Linked DNA regions of Ovis aries: region 2 is linked to region 1. Evidence: chromatin contacts called from public Hi-C data. All regions are on one chromosome and are shown on one strand. The core of a region is the stretch at or near the end of the contact, and the rest is flanking DNA. Distances in the headings are between cores, read along the strand shown.

Region 1 (7,274 bases), core at 2,385-4,884:
TCTCACAAGCCTTGTGGCACAGCCAAAACAATAAGAATTGTTATGTTTCATAAAACCTTATCTGCTCAGATAAGGAATCAGTTACATTTTAAGGCTGGTGATGCCTGATAATGGATTTTTTACATCAACCCATACTTCAGAAGCCATCGGTACTGAAATTACATATACTATATGTAATTTAATCTATATGTATGATTACTATATATAATCATCTATACTGAAATATACATCTATACAAATTTATACTGAAATCAAGGGTATTTTAGGGGCAATTAGAGGGCAGCTATCTAGTCCTCACTACTCTATTGGCTTCCCTTGTAGCTCAGATGGTAAGGAATCTGCCTTCAATGCAAGAGACCGTGGTTTGATACTTGAGTCAGGAAGATGCCCTGGAGAAGGGAATGGCAACCCACTCCAGTATTCTTGCCTGGAGAATCCCATGGACAGAGGAGCCTGGTGGGCTATAGTCCACAAAGAGTCGGACATGACTACCTCAAATTATCCAAATTATCTAGTCCTCACATATGTACTTTAGAGTTGGAAGATTGTTTTAAAAAGTGAGATTTAACTTTTTAAATCTATTTGGTTAATGTAGGTTTTTGGATGAGGAGTAACTATAAGATTCTCTGCTTGTTTGGAAACGCATAGGGCAAGGGAGTTGGCCACTGGTGGCTCAGTGGTAAAGAGCCTGCCTGCCAATGCAGGAGACATGAGTTCGATCCCTGAGTTGGGAAGATCCTCGGGGGAAGGGATGGGCAACCCACTCCAGTATTCTCACCTGGAAACTCCCATGGACAGAGGCGCCTGGCGGGCTATAGACTATGGGGTTGCAGAGTCGGACACAACTGAGCAACTAAAAACAAAACACAAACTGGCCACTTTCCAGCCATGGGGTGTTGACAGGTTATCAATACGTATCGTCTGCGATCCTCAGTCTTCTCATCTGTGCAGCTGGGGGGTGATCCCTATGTCACAGTTGTTGAGGGACCATATTAGATGCTGTGGACAAAGTGTCGGGCACTCCACAGGGGCTCAGCTCACGTCAGCTGGCTGCAGCGCCATGGAGTGATGTAGCACTCACAGCAGAGGCCTGTCCACACTTCTCTTAGCCCAGACCTCCTGAGCTCCAGGCCCATGTGTGCTGCTGCCTGCCATTCCTCTTCAAGGCAAATTCTCCGTCTGAAAGCAGTACCCAGGTGTTTGTCCTGGTCACTGGCTCTGCCACGTTGCGCAGATGGGGAACACAGAGCCATCCGAGATCGCTCTTCCTCCCCCACCCTCAGCCCGTTCTCCTTTCTTAGCTGCCCCCGGGATCTGTTGCCCTGCCCCCCACTTCTGACTTGATGACTGCAACAGCACCATAACCTGCCTCCCTGATGCCAGCCTAGCATCCTTCCCCCAAGTCAGCTCCTATCTCAACCAGCGTGCCTGCATGCTAAGTCGCTTCCATCGTGTCCTACTCTGTACAACCTATGGACTGTAGACCACTGAGCTCCTCTGTCCATGGGGCTTTCCAGGCTAGAATACTGGAGTGGGTTGCCACACCCTCCTCCAGGGGATCTTCCCAACCCAGAGATCCAACCCACATCTCTTTATGTCTCCTGCATTGGAAGGTGGGTTCTTTATCATGAGCGCCACCTGGGAAGCCACCTCTACCAGAGGGATGTATAATATCCAATCAGATCTTGAAGATTTCAGCTAAGAACCTTTTAACATGTCTCCCTTCAAGTCTTTCTGCACCTTTCTTCAAGGTCCCTCGTGATACGGGCCCCACCCTTCCCCTCTCCTCTGAGCTCCGCCATCATGAACCTCCCCTTCAGACGCGTGGAACAGCTCTGTGACATCCACGGGGTCTCACTTCCATACCTTCACATGTGCTGTCTTCTCTGCCCGGAATATTTTTTCCCTGATTCCCTCCCTCAGTGTAGTTCTCCAAGACTCCTGCATGGTGTCACCTATCCCCAGAGGCCTTCCTGACCCCTTCCCATACTGGATCAGGTGCTCTCCTTCGATGCTTCTTTTGTCTGTCTTTGGCAGCATTGTGAGGCATATGGGATCTTAGTTCCCTGACCGGGGATTGAACCCGCCCTCTATAGTGGAAGTGTGGAGCCCTAACCACTGGGCCGCCAGGGAATCCCCCGTGGAGTTCCCTTTATCGGCCTGCATCCACCACTGCTGCGGGATGGACTGCTTGATCATGTCATAACCTCCTGACCAGTCTGTGTAATTGAAGATGGCGGGGAGGCGGGGGGAGCGCTATGTCTTTATCCCATCAAAGTCAAACCAGTGTCTTTCACGGTTGAATGTAAAACTGAATCTGCAGTAGTCCCTTTTCTTGGACAGACCAGCAGCTCAGAAACCAGATGCGTCGTAGTCAAATGCTGCTCTAATGCTTGTCCCATCTTTGACCCAGTGAAGTGGCCATTGCATGTGGATGCTGTGTGGCCCTGTGGGCCACTGAGATGGGGTTACAGCATTATTGCTCAAGAGCTGGGCTTAAGGGCAGATGCACTTGACTTTGAGTTCCCTTTCAGCACTCCTGCTATCTGGCAGCTGCTTTCCCACTCCTAACCACCTGACTGTGGGGGAAAAAAAACAGTAGCATCAGGTCCTCCCTGCTGCTGCCTTTCTTCTGGAAAACCAAGAAATGTGGGTTTATAGCTCAAACTTCTGAGAAATTGACCAGCATGAGTCATCACTGTTGGATCCCAGCAGTGCTGAAGTGGGTGGGGGCAGATCACCTCAGAACCTCGGTGAATTCATGGAGAGAAATGCTGCCCGGAGTGACCTCTGGCATCCTGATGCCCAACCCTTTTGTGGTGACATTCTTTCTAATTTCTAAAATTCGAGTTAGAGAAGTTCATTACCAAGGAACTACTAAGTGAGGTAGGAGCTCGAGGGACTCACGTCGCTTCCCTTGCCCTTGGGACTCAGATATATCAGGGCTTGGCTGGGGTCTCTGCAGGTGTCGTTTTGGAAACCCTACTGGTGATGGTGGGTTGCTGCAGGGTAGGGAACCGCAGTTTAAGAAGGGCAGCCTTAAAGAGGACTGGCCTCAAAGAGAAGAGGATGAGGTCCAGAGCGGGGCTAGTTAAGATGCCTAGTTCTGATGGGTCCTGCCCTTGCTGCTGCTGCTGCTTCCTTTTTTAAAAGTTTATTTATTTATTTATTTATTTGGCCGAACTGGGTCTTAGTTGCAACCTGTGATCTAGTCCCCTGACCAGGGATGGAAATGGAGCCCTCTGCACTGGGAGCACAGAGTCAGCCATTGGACCACCAAGGAAGACCCCTCCCTGCCCTGCTTCTTCCTTTACTCTCTGGACAAATGTTCCACGACCACACAGTGACTTGCCTTCCTCAGTGCATCTCCAGAATAATAAATGTGAAGTTCACCAAGACTTTCTTATGAACCTATCTATATTAGCTCGTAGTGATACCAGAAAATAAAAATAACTATTTCTGCTCTTTGGGGTTTGTGCTACTGTAGTTAACTTTAAATGAGCTTAAAAGATGTGTCAGGCAAGCTTTCTGTGTTGGGAATTGCATGCGGTGATGTGCCATCTTGGGCACTGAGCCTCAAAGAGGCGAGAGGGGCTTGTTCAGACAGTGCCGTGGTCACAGGGCTATGATCCACCCAAATTCTGACCACTGCCTTTGGCTGTGGCTGTGCACATCTGCTGAGTGAGTCATGATCACTTCTATGATACATCCTGAAAATTTCCAATGTGACTTAATGAAGTTTGGAGGAACAGAAAGGTTAGATTTCAGGAAGTAGCTACTTCTTAAATGACAATCAGATGTTTTCATATTATGAGTTAGTATCTTACCAAACCTAAATTCTGGTGTTGGAAATGTACAGTTTAAACCACTTCTAAAGTTAGGAGCGCACTTTGTGGTTGGCCCTTGGTCCGAGTTCCTACGGTGACGGGCTCTGCTATACCCAACCTCAGTCTTCTCCTTTCCTGCCCTCGCTCACCCCTTCTGCCTTCCCTCAGACCCACCTCGGGGCCTTCGCATGTGATCTGACCCCTCCTCCAGATTCCCCTCACTTCCTCCACAGTTTTTCTCAAGTGGCTCCATGTCAGTGAGGTCTTCTTTGATCACCTGATAACACTTCACAGAACATGCCCTACTGCCTGGTCCTGCTTTATCCATGGAACCGGTCACAGCCTGACATTCTGTTTCTGTATTTATTTGTTTAGTCTCCCCCTACTGAAATGGAAGCACCATGAGGGAGCTTTGTCAATTTTGTTCCTGAGTGCCTAAGACATATTACATGGTTAATCTAAAGATACATTGAACAAATGAATGAATGAATTATAGAATCTTTTTCACCCAGAAAGGACTTTTTAGATCATCAAGTAGCCCTGTGTTACAGACTGGGGAACTGAGGCCTAGAAAGGTTCTGTGGCTTATTTCGAATGAAATTGCTGCTGCTGCTAAGTTGCTTCATTTGTGTCCGACTCTGTGCGACCCCATAGACGGCAGCCCATCAGGCTCCTCTGTCCCTGGGATTCTCCAGGCAAGAGTAGTGGAGTGAGTTGCCATTTCCTTCTCCATCGAATGAAACTAAATCCTTCAAAAACTGTTACAGCTCTTTTAAAAACTCTAGGAATATATGTGGAGCACTCTGGCCAGTGGTCCAGGATGAGACAAAAGAGTTAGTTAAAATTGTAATAAGTTAACTTGTGATAAGTTAAAATTGTAACCCAGAGTGACAAGTTATTGTGTGACTGCAAAGCTTTCTGAAGGCAGAGTCTCATTAATTTCTGTGGTGTAAAGTGCACCTTGCATTAATCAGTGCCTGAGAAAAATGTGCTGATGGATTTGCTAATATTCTTATAAAGCCATTCCTTCTCCAAGACCCTCCTTCTGCACTGAGACAGGAGGGAAGAGGACAGGATGCAGCCTTTGAAAGAAGAACATATTCTGAGGATATGACAGAAGCTGGGTAGAAACCACTAGATTCAAGATGGCAGGAGACTCAGTTTCCCACAGACCTTGAGCCTCATTGTACACTCGCTGTAACACATTAATGCTGTCATGTCTGACTCTGGGATCTCATGGACTGTAGCCCGCCAGGCTCCTCTGTCCATGGAATTCACCAGTAAGAATACCAGAGTGGGTTGCCATTCCCTTCGCCAGGAGTCTTCCTGACCCAGGAATTGAATGCAGGTCTCCTGCATTGCAGGCAAATTCTTTACCATCTGAGCCACCAGGGAAGCCCTGTAATTAGCATATACTAAATGTCTCACAGGTGCCATGACAGTTATAGGGCCAACCATAGAAAGTCAAAAAGCAGGAGTTGCCCCAGTTCCTGGAAATCCCCACCCCCTCACCAAGATAGCTAGAATATTCCTCCTCCTCAGTATCCAGTGAAATTCCCCAGCCCATAGAAACCAACCACCCCTACACTCGGGGTCTGGTCCCCTTTCCAAGAGGACCCCATGCCCTAGGCCACCTCTCACCTTAGGAGATGGCCCACACTCTATCTATGGACAGAGTGTGGGTCTCTCTAAAAAAAACCCATTTTCACTTTACCATGGCTCACCTTGAATTCTTTCCTGCACAAAGCCAAGGGCCCTCACTTGGCCACTCGAGACCTAGGACATGACCATTCTTTCTTGCCCCATTTTTCATACAACAGCACTACCTTTTTTCCCCCCATTCTCTGCCAGAATAGATAATTGCACTTATGACTTCTCCTTTAAAATTCTTTTGGTTGCAAGTATCACATTTAAGAGATTTTTGTATTATTTTTTGTGTTTTTCTTTTTCCCCAAGTACTTTTATGAACAGCTAGGAAGATCAAAGAAATGATTTGGTCTCTGAAAATTGGGCTTCCTTGGTAGCTCAGACAGTAAAGAATCTGCCTGAAACACAGGAGACCTGGGTTTGATCCCTGGGTTGAGAAGATCCCATGGAGAAGGGAATGGCAACCCACTTCAGTAGTCTTGCCTAGAGAATTCCACGGACAGAGGAGCCTAGCCAGCTGCTGTTCTTGGGGTCGCTAAGAGTCGGACAAAAACTGAGTGACTAACACACACATGCTGAGAATATTCAGAGATATTTAGCTATTCCAGCTTCCCAGATGCATCTGCATCAAATAAAGCAAAAAAACGAACATTTCTAGCTCTCTCGTTTGTAAAAGAACCAAGTCGACCAGCATGGTGGTTTGCTGGCCTGAATGGTTCTGACCTCAATCGTGTTTATATTTACATAGACATTCTTGGAATCTCACTTTTGACAAAAAGCTGTTTATAAGTAGCATGATGTTTAGATACACAGCAGTCAGTTTGGGAGCAGGACCAATTAATTTCTCTTTAAACAGAAGAAAAGGAAGCACAGCTAATCTTGAGAGTGAACTGAAGTAAACTCTAAGAGATGCAGTGATGTTATGTTACTTTGGATTGCAAGCTAGGAAAAATCAGGAAGGGTATATTTAGGAAAGTGTGAGAAGCAAGGTGAATAAACCATATGAATTACAGAATAAACCTCTTTCTGATGTCTGCACAGATTTAAAAAATCCACTCTGTCTGTCTTAGATGTGCTCAGTAAGTAATTCAGAGGGCGTGTTGTCTGTACTTTAAACCATAGCACAGAGGTTCTCAGTGAATCACCTGAAAGCCTTTCAAACTATAGAAACTTTCCAGGGAACTGATAGGCACAGTCTCCACCCCACCCCAAACCCTTTTCTCCCCACTTATAGTTGTGTGTGTTGTTTTTTTTTTTAAATGTTTAACTTTGCCCTAGGGTATAGCCTATTAACAGTGTCGTGGTAGCTTCATGTGAACAGCAAAGGGACTCAACCATACGCATACATGTATCCATTCTCCCCACAACTCCCCTCCCATCCAGGCTGCCACATAACATCGAGCAGAGTTCCCTGTGCTCTACAGTAGGCCCTTGTTGGTTATCCATTTTAAATACACAGTGTATACCTGTCTGTCCCCAGCTTCCCATCTCTTCCTAAATGAAGTGTTTGGATGGCACAAGAGACACCCCACCCACTACTGACGGGAGTTCTGCGGCCTGGGTTACAGCTTTGCTCCTTCCTGCTGGTACCTGGGAATCCTGTGGTTGGTCACAGGGGTCGTTCACATCCATGCTCCTTTCTCTGTCACAAAATAACCTTAGAGGATTCAGCTGTGGCAGCAGAAGCAGCTAAATGTGATTGGAATTATATCTCCAAAGCCTGGGGAGAGACCTGAAAAGGTGAATTTTATTTTATCGCTGGCATCTAGCTAAAATCATTCACCTGTTGCAAACATCTCT
Region 2 (6,577 bases), core at 459-2,958, 480 kb after region 1:
TGTTCTTGCCTGGAGAATCCCAGGGACGGCAGAGTCTGGTGGGCTGCCATCTATGAGGCTGCATGGGGTCGGACACGACTGAAGCGACTTAGCAGCAGCAGCAGTAGCAATACTGATACTAGCCGAAGAACAGACAGTATGAGAACAGCGGCTGTGCAGCCAAATTACCCTCCCTTTGCACTAACTCCCCTCCCCTCCCATTTTCAGACCAAGGCACCTGGTTGCCAACTGCTCTGATTAAACAAGCCACTCAAAGGCCCTCCTTTCCCCAGAAGAAGCCATGGGGAGGACACCGTCAGGCAGAGTAAGCTGCAGGGTCCAAAGCCCAAGCTCCCCTCCTACTCCCTCCCCAAATAAGTAAACTCTACCTAAATGAAAAACAAAACAATTCACCTGTAATTCACACCCTCCAGAGGCAAACAATAGCACTGCGGTATCTTTCCTCTTTTCTGTGCAATTGGGTCCTTTACATCTACTATCTTCAAATACACTCTAAAAGCATACTTTCATGGCTGCGTAATAGTCTTTTTTCTGGTGTACCTTGTTTTGCCATCCCACAAGGCTGAGCATTTAAATTGTCTTTAATTTCTGACTATTATTATAATGAACACTCTCAAGAGCATCCTTTTATAGAATTTGTACTTACTCTTAAATTCTTAACCTCACTCTTAAATAGTAATAATCAGCTTCTTTTTTTCAGTAAGTCCAGAAATTCTGGAAGGTCAAGACTTGGGTTCTAATCCCAATTGTGATACCTACTTTCTGTTTATCTTTGGAGACTTTTCTTTCTGTTTATTCTTCCAGATTTTCATCTATAAATTGTGACAGTTTTGAATCAGACGTCTGAAATCTGATGGAGGTTGTGTGGCACGTTTCTCTGATGTACTCTGGGGCATTAGGAAGGAGAAAGAGTTTTTCCAGGTGGCTCAGTGGTGAAGAATCTGCCTGCCAATGCAGGAGACTCAAGAGATGCGGTTCCGTCCCTGAGTTGGGAAGATCCCCTGAAGGAGAAAATGGCAACCCACTCCAGTATTCTTGCCTGGAGAATTTCGTGGACAGAGGAGCCTGGCAGGCTACAGTCCATGGGGTACCAGAGTCGGACACGATGGAGCACGCACACAATGTATACTTAAAACATCATACTTATAAACACACTAGCCAGAGAACTAGAGAATTCGGGAGCAAACAAGATGACTCACGCGCTCAAGCTGACTGCCACCCCTGGAGATATCAGCGCCTTTCCAAGGAAAATGCTGCAGGAAGGCTCTCAGAGCGGGCCAGCTCTGCCACTAACTAGCCTGGCCTCCAGCGTCTGCGGCAGTCCTCCAAATGTCAATTTCCCCATCTTTACAAAAAGAGGTTCACTACACCTATCCTGTTTACCCCCACAGAACTGTGACTGGAGTTCATGAGCAAAAGGGCTCCCGAGTCCTTGCTTGTGCGCCGACCCCAGCAATTTTCGGACCCCGCCAGGCTCGCAGGCGATGGGGTTCCGGTCACCTGCCTTCCCTGATCTCCCGACTCCACTCAAAGCGCCCCTCTGACAGCCCTGTAACTACCAGCGATCATCCTCTCCTAGCCTGGCGGCCACCTCCACCCCCACCCCCTCGCTCATCGTCCCGGCGGCGGGGCTCCACGTAGGGAACTGGAACGGTGGGGACGTCTCACCAGTCACCGCTGCCCGCGCGCTCCTCCTGGCCACGCCGCGTGCACAGCACCGTGAGGCGCCCGTATTTATAGCGCTCCGCTGCGTATACACCCACTTTGGGGCTGGCTGCAAACCTGCATGACTCACGCCCAAAGAATGCCGTAGAAAGCACCGGGAGCTTTCTGGAAGCCCGCGCGGGAGGGGGTGCTGAGATGCGGGGGGCGGGCAGTTGGCTGGGGGTGGAGGGGGGGAGAGATCCGGTGCAGCACTCAGCGGGGGGCGCAGGGGGGCGCTTTGGCACCGCGAAAGGCTCCAGCGGAGACAGACGTTGGGGTGCGGGATCGCACCCTTGGGGCTCAGAGCTGGGGCACGGCGCCCCCAGGAGGGAAGAGCCTGAATTAACGTGCACGGCGAGCCCCCAGCTCCGCAGAAGTGGAGGGATGCTCCGCGCCCCAGGCTGGTGCCTACTCCCAAATCAAAACTCACAATTCCGCTGCCCGATTGAACGTTAATTTCTCACTTGCGCCACTCCTCCGGCTCCATTTAACAGCATCAGAAATAACGGGGCTGTAATGGAGAGGGATGTCGTGATAGAGAAGGAACGCAGAAAGAGTGAAATGACCGCTTCCCAAACCACTACAGTGACCTGGTGATCCCACGGCAGACCTGCTAGGCGGCAGGAACAGAAACAGGTTCTTGGGAATGAACAGAGCATCCGTTTGGGAAATCATAAGGCCTCCCTGACTCTCTGATTCCTGGACCTTAACTAAATGTTGTCCCCATCCACCTGAGATTCAGCCAAACCGAGTGGGCTTCATGAACATGGTACCCTGCTGCCCCGCGCATTATTTGATGAGCTACTGTCCAAGTCTTGAAATTCTCAATCGTGTTTGAACAAGGGGCCCTGCGTTTTCCTTGTGCCCAGGGCCTCTCAAATTATGCTGCTGATCCTGTTTGCAAAAGCCTTCACTCATCTCCACCAGCCCCAAGTTCCCTCTGCTGGCAGGAGGAAGCTTGCCAACAGACTCCCTGTGGCAGGGGGCTTTGATGGGGATGAGGGGTGGGAGCCCTTATGCCACCCCCTGGCAGGGAGGGGACCAACCCAGAAGCACCACAGGCATAGCGATTAATACTTCGTGGGGAAGAAACCGAGTCAGGCACTCTGGTCCAGGATGTTTGAGCCCTAAGAGAAAGGCCTAGGGGCTTGAGGGTGGTTCTCGCCCTGGCTGGGTGAAGATGGGTGTGCAGGGCAGGTGGGGACAGTTTGGTTCACTTGCCAACTGAAAACCGGCGAGATGAGGGGCAAAGAGGAGAGTCCTATGGCAAGGGGCTGAGTATTCCTGCTCACAGCTTTCAACATACAGCTTCAGACCCAGTCCCTGGTTGCCCAAGGTTCGGGGCAACTAGAACTCCACCCTTTTCAGGACAGAGCACAGAGGGAGCTTCTAGGCAAGTGAAAAACAGGGAGAAAGTGTATGTGGGAGCAAAAGGGGGGAGGAGTGTTGCATAGAATTCTGACGGAGCTCTTAGCTCCATCCTGAGGATCTGGGTGACCTTGGCCAGCCCGAAGATTTTAACCCCCACACCCCATCCGGGCTCCTCAGTTCTCAAGTTTCTTCCTTTTGGACAATGAGGAATCTGGAATGTATCATCTCTGAGGTCCCCTTCAACGTCACCAGGAGCAATGCCAAGTGTGAGAAGATCATCAGCCCAGAAGGAAGAAGAAAAAAAAAAAAAATCCAACCAGAATTTGCAACAGTATTTCTCCCATGAGGCTTCACTTTATCTTCCTGAAAAAGTCTAATTATCAGTAACAGCTACATTTTCTATGGAAACTGCTACCTCTTTCGCATTCTATCAATGCCCCCAGACCAGATGGATTCTCTTTGAGCTCCCTCCTTGTAACTTTTCTGTTCTGTGACTCCCCAGCATCTGGTACAGTAAGCACAAATCTGTAATAATTATATTTTTTTCAAAATCAGACTTTGGAGGACAAGATAAGGATATCTGCCTTAGTCAGCTGAAGCAGGGGAAGGGAGGAGAAGAAGGGACTGGGAGAAAATAACATGATTCACAGCCTCAACTGTGGTCCTCTGGGAGCAATTACTTGATGACTCCAGCTCCCCACTAAGCACACAAGGCTCAGAAGATGAAACCTAAAGGGGAAAAGTGCACCGTAAATGCATAAACTAGATTTTAAATAGTCTAAAGCCCTCACCCAATAGTTGATTCTTTCTTTTTAACTTTCATTGGAATGTAGTTGATTTTTTACAATGTTGTATCAGTTTCAGGTGTACAGCAAAGTGAATCAGTTATATATTCACATATCCACTCTTTTACATTCTTTATTCATATAGGTCATTACAAGCTGTTGAATAGAGCTCCTTGTGCTATACAGTAGGTCCTTATTAGTTACCTAGTTTATATATAGTACTGTGTATATGTCAGTCCAAATCTCCCAATTTTGATCCCTCCCCTCCCCTTACCTCTGGGCAACCATAAGTTTGTTTTCTACATCTGTACTTTAGTTTCCGTTTTGTAGATGCATTCGTTTATACTCTTTTTATATTTATTTTAAAGTTTTTTTTTTTTTAATGAATGTGTTACCATATTGCTTTTGTTTTATGTTTTGAGTTTTGGCCACAAGTCATATGGGCTCTTAGGTCCCCAACCAGGGATCGAACCTTTACCCCCTGCATTGGAAGGCAAAGTCTTAACCACCAGACCTCCAGGGAAGTCCCCTTATACCTTTTTTTTTTTTTTAGATTCCACTACTTGATTCTCAACTGCCCCCAACTACCACCACCACTGCCACATTCCCATCAGGTGGTCAGCCTGGCCTCTGTTTGGATGCCCCCAATAAATGAGTGCTCACTACCTCCACGCGTGAAATCATCTAGAAAACTGTCCACAGAGTTAGTTGTCTGTACAGCTTGTTGAAGTCAGAGTCTGGCTCCTGCAAGGGACAATCTCAGATCCAGGTCTGTCATCTGGAGCCACACAGAGAAAACCCAATCCATCTCCCTACTGCTAGTAGCCCTTCAGCTATTTGAAGGGCTAATTCATTACTCCCAGCATTTCCCAGGCTTGTCACTGCCTGCTCTGTCACTGTGTGCAAATTCTTCCCCAACCCTTTGGCCTTCTGCACCTTGCCTCTTTTGAGCTCTGGGCCTGCCAATACAGGTGAGGACTGACCACAGGCCAGAGGAGGACCACCTGCTCTCTTGCACAAACACTCAAGATAAGCTTTTATTCAGCTGCTGAGTCACTTGGCTGATTCATATAGAATTGATCTTTTTTTGGCAGACGCTGCTGTTTAGTCATTTTTCTCCCATTACAGACTCAGGCGGTCGGGTTTGGGGTTTGGGGCTTGATTTTTTTCCTTGGAGTGGGGGAACCATTGGGGAGGGGGCAGGGCAAAAGTAAAGAGCTTTACGTTTAGCTGTTCATCTGTTTCTGCTTTACCTACCATTTGTCCCCTGTTTGGTGGTATCTTTGTCATGCACCCACCCCACCACCACCATCATGGTCCAGCTCTGTACCAGCAGCTTAACTACCACTGATGTAAGTGGAACAAGCTAGAAATGGATGAAAGCAGTAAATACTCCATGGCCTATAATTAAGAATCACCCTCCAGGCTCTAATTATAATTTGGGTGTATTCAGTCATAAAAAAAAATAATGGATAATAAAATCATAAGTGATAAAGTCGGCCTAGAGCTGATGCAGAGGCATTGTACTGCTCTTTCAGGGCTTCCCGAAGTCTGGAAAATTCGGCTCCATCCACTGTGTTTCCCTTATTTTCCCAAATAGGATCTCTTTGGGAAAAGATCTGATGCTAGTCTCTCTTGAGTTGCTTTTCATAGACCTATAAGTAGGCAAATACTACTTAAACTATCTTCACTGTTAATCCTTCATTGGTATAAGAGATTAAATTGGGGTTGTAGGGTAAAAGAGAATGTGTCATCTTAATGTTAACATATCCAGGGTGATGGCAGCAGCAACTCTCACGGCCTCTGAGAAAACCCAGTTTCCACGTGACCAGCAGTCTGGATGTAGTTGTCCTTTTGAATGTTTGCCACTCTGTTGGGTGAAACTGACATTTTGCTCTCTTACTCTGTTTGCGTGTTTATTGTTTTCAGCTCTTCCTTTTAAAATAGTTTCCTTTTCTGTGACTTGCTCATTCATATTATTTGTTCTGTTGGGTGAGTCATCCTTTTCTAAGTTGAAGTATAGTTGATTTATAGTGCACCCCTTTTTCTACAATGTATAGGAGCTCTTTAAATAAATGATGTAATCCTCTGTGTATTGCAGATGTTTTTACCAAGCTCTCATGTCTTTTACCTTTCATAATGGAGGTTCTTAACATTTTTTTTTTGTAGTGAAATTTCCTTATCTTTTCCTTTATACTTTCTAGGTCTCCTGTCTGCTTAAGAATATCTTCCGCTTACTAAAATATAGACAGTAAAAAATACTGTATCACTATGTTATACACCTGAAGCTAATATTATTGACTTAAATATAAAGTCAGCCATACTTCAATAAAAATAAAAATCATTAGGTAGATGTCTATTATGTATTACATGCCCAAATATTGCATGGTGTAGATTGGGTATAGTTAGCTATAGATAGATAAATATCAGATAGATATTAATAGATAGATATAGAATTGGAGACAGGTAATTACAATAGATGATAAACAGAAGATAGAAAAATAAATAGACATAGAGGGATGATGGACTTCGAGGTGGCGCTAGAGGTAAAGAAACTGCCTGCCAATGCAGGAGACATAAGAGACATGGGTTTGATCCTTGGGTTGAGAAATCCCCTGGAGAAGGGAATGGCAATGAAAGGTTGTTGTTGAACCACGAAAAGACGCCGGGGAGGAGAAGAATTGGCCTCCGGAGGAGAAGAATTCAATCCGGGGCCA

The links. Hi-C and Micro-C count contacts between places; a contact is called where the count stands out from the background.
Region 2: a contact with region 1 is called in a Hi-C map of skin fibroblasts, with 2.8 times the contacts expected there. The contact joins the promoter of LOC101113728 here to the enhancer-like site in region 1. A contact is called at or near these places in 2 of 16 Hi-C or Micro-C datasets (skin fibroblasts and tail adipose tissue).

What each region holds. Positions count from the first base shown.
Region 1 is chr2:101,552,032-101,559,305 of ARS-UI_Ramb_v3.0, forward strand. All of the region lies in intron 1 of ACO1 (aconitase 1), which reads left to right. Among named protein-coding and RNA genes, the nearest start is that of ACO1, 9.6 kb to the left of the region's middle. Within about 2 kb of position 3,635, at least 7 of the 54 cell types and tissues checked have an H3K27ac peak or open chromatin away from gene starts, as enhancers often do. A contact at or near this core is called in tail adipose tissue, where this site is marked.
Region 2 is chr2:102,032,421-102,038,997 of ARS-UI_Ramb_v3.0, forward strand. It overlaps LOC101113728 (clusterin), which reads right to left and starts at 1,709. Exons shown (of 11, transcript XM_060411033.1): 1 at 1,669-1,709; 2 at 760-887; 3 at 1-118.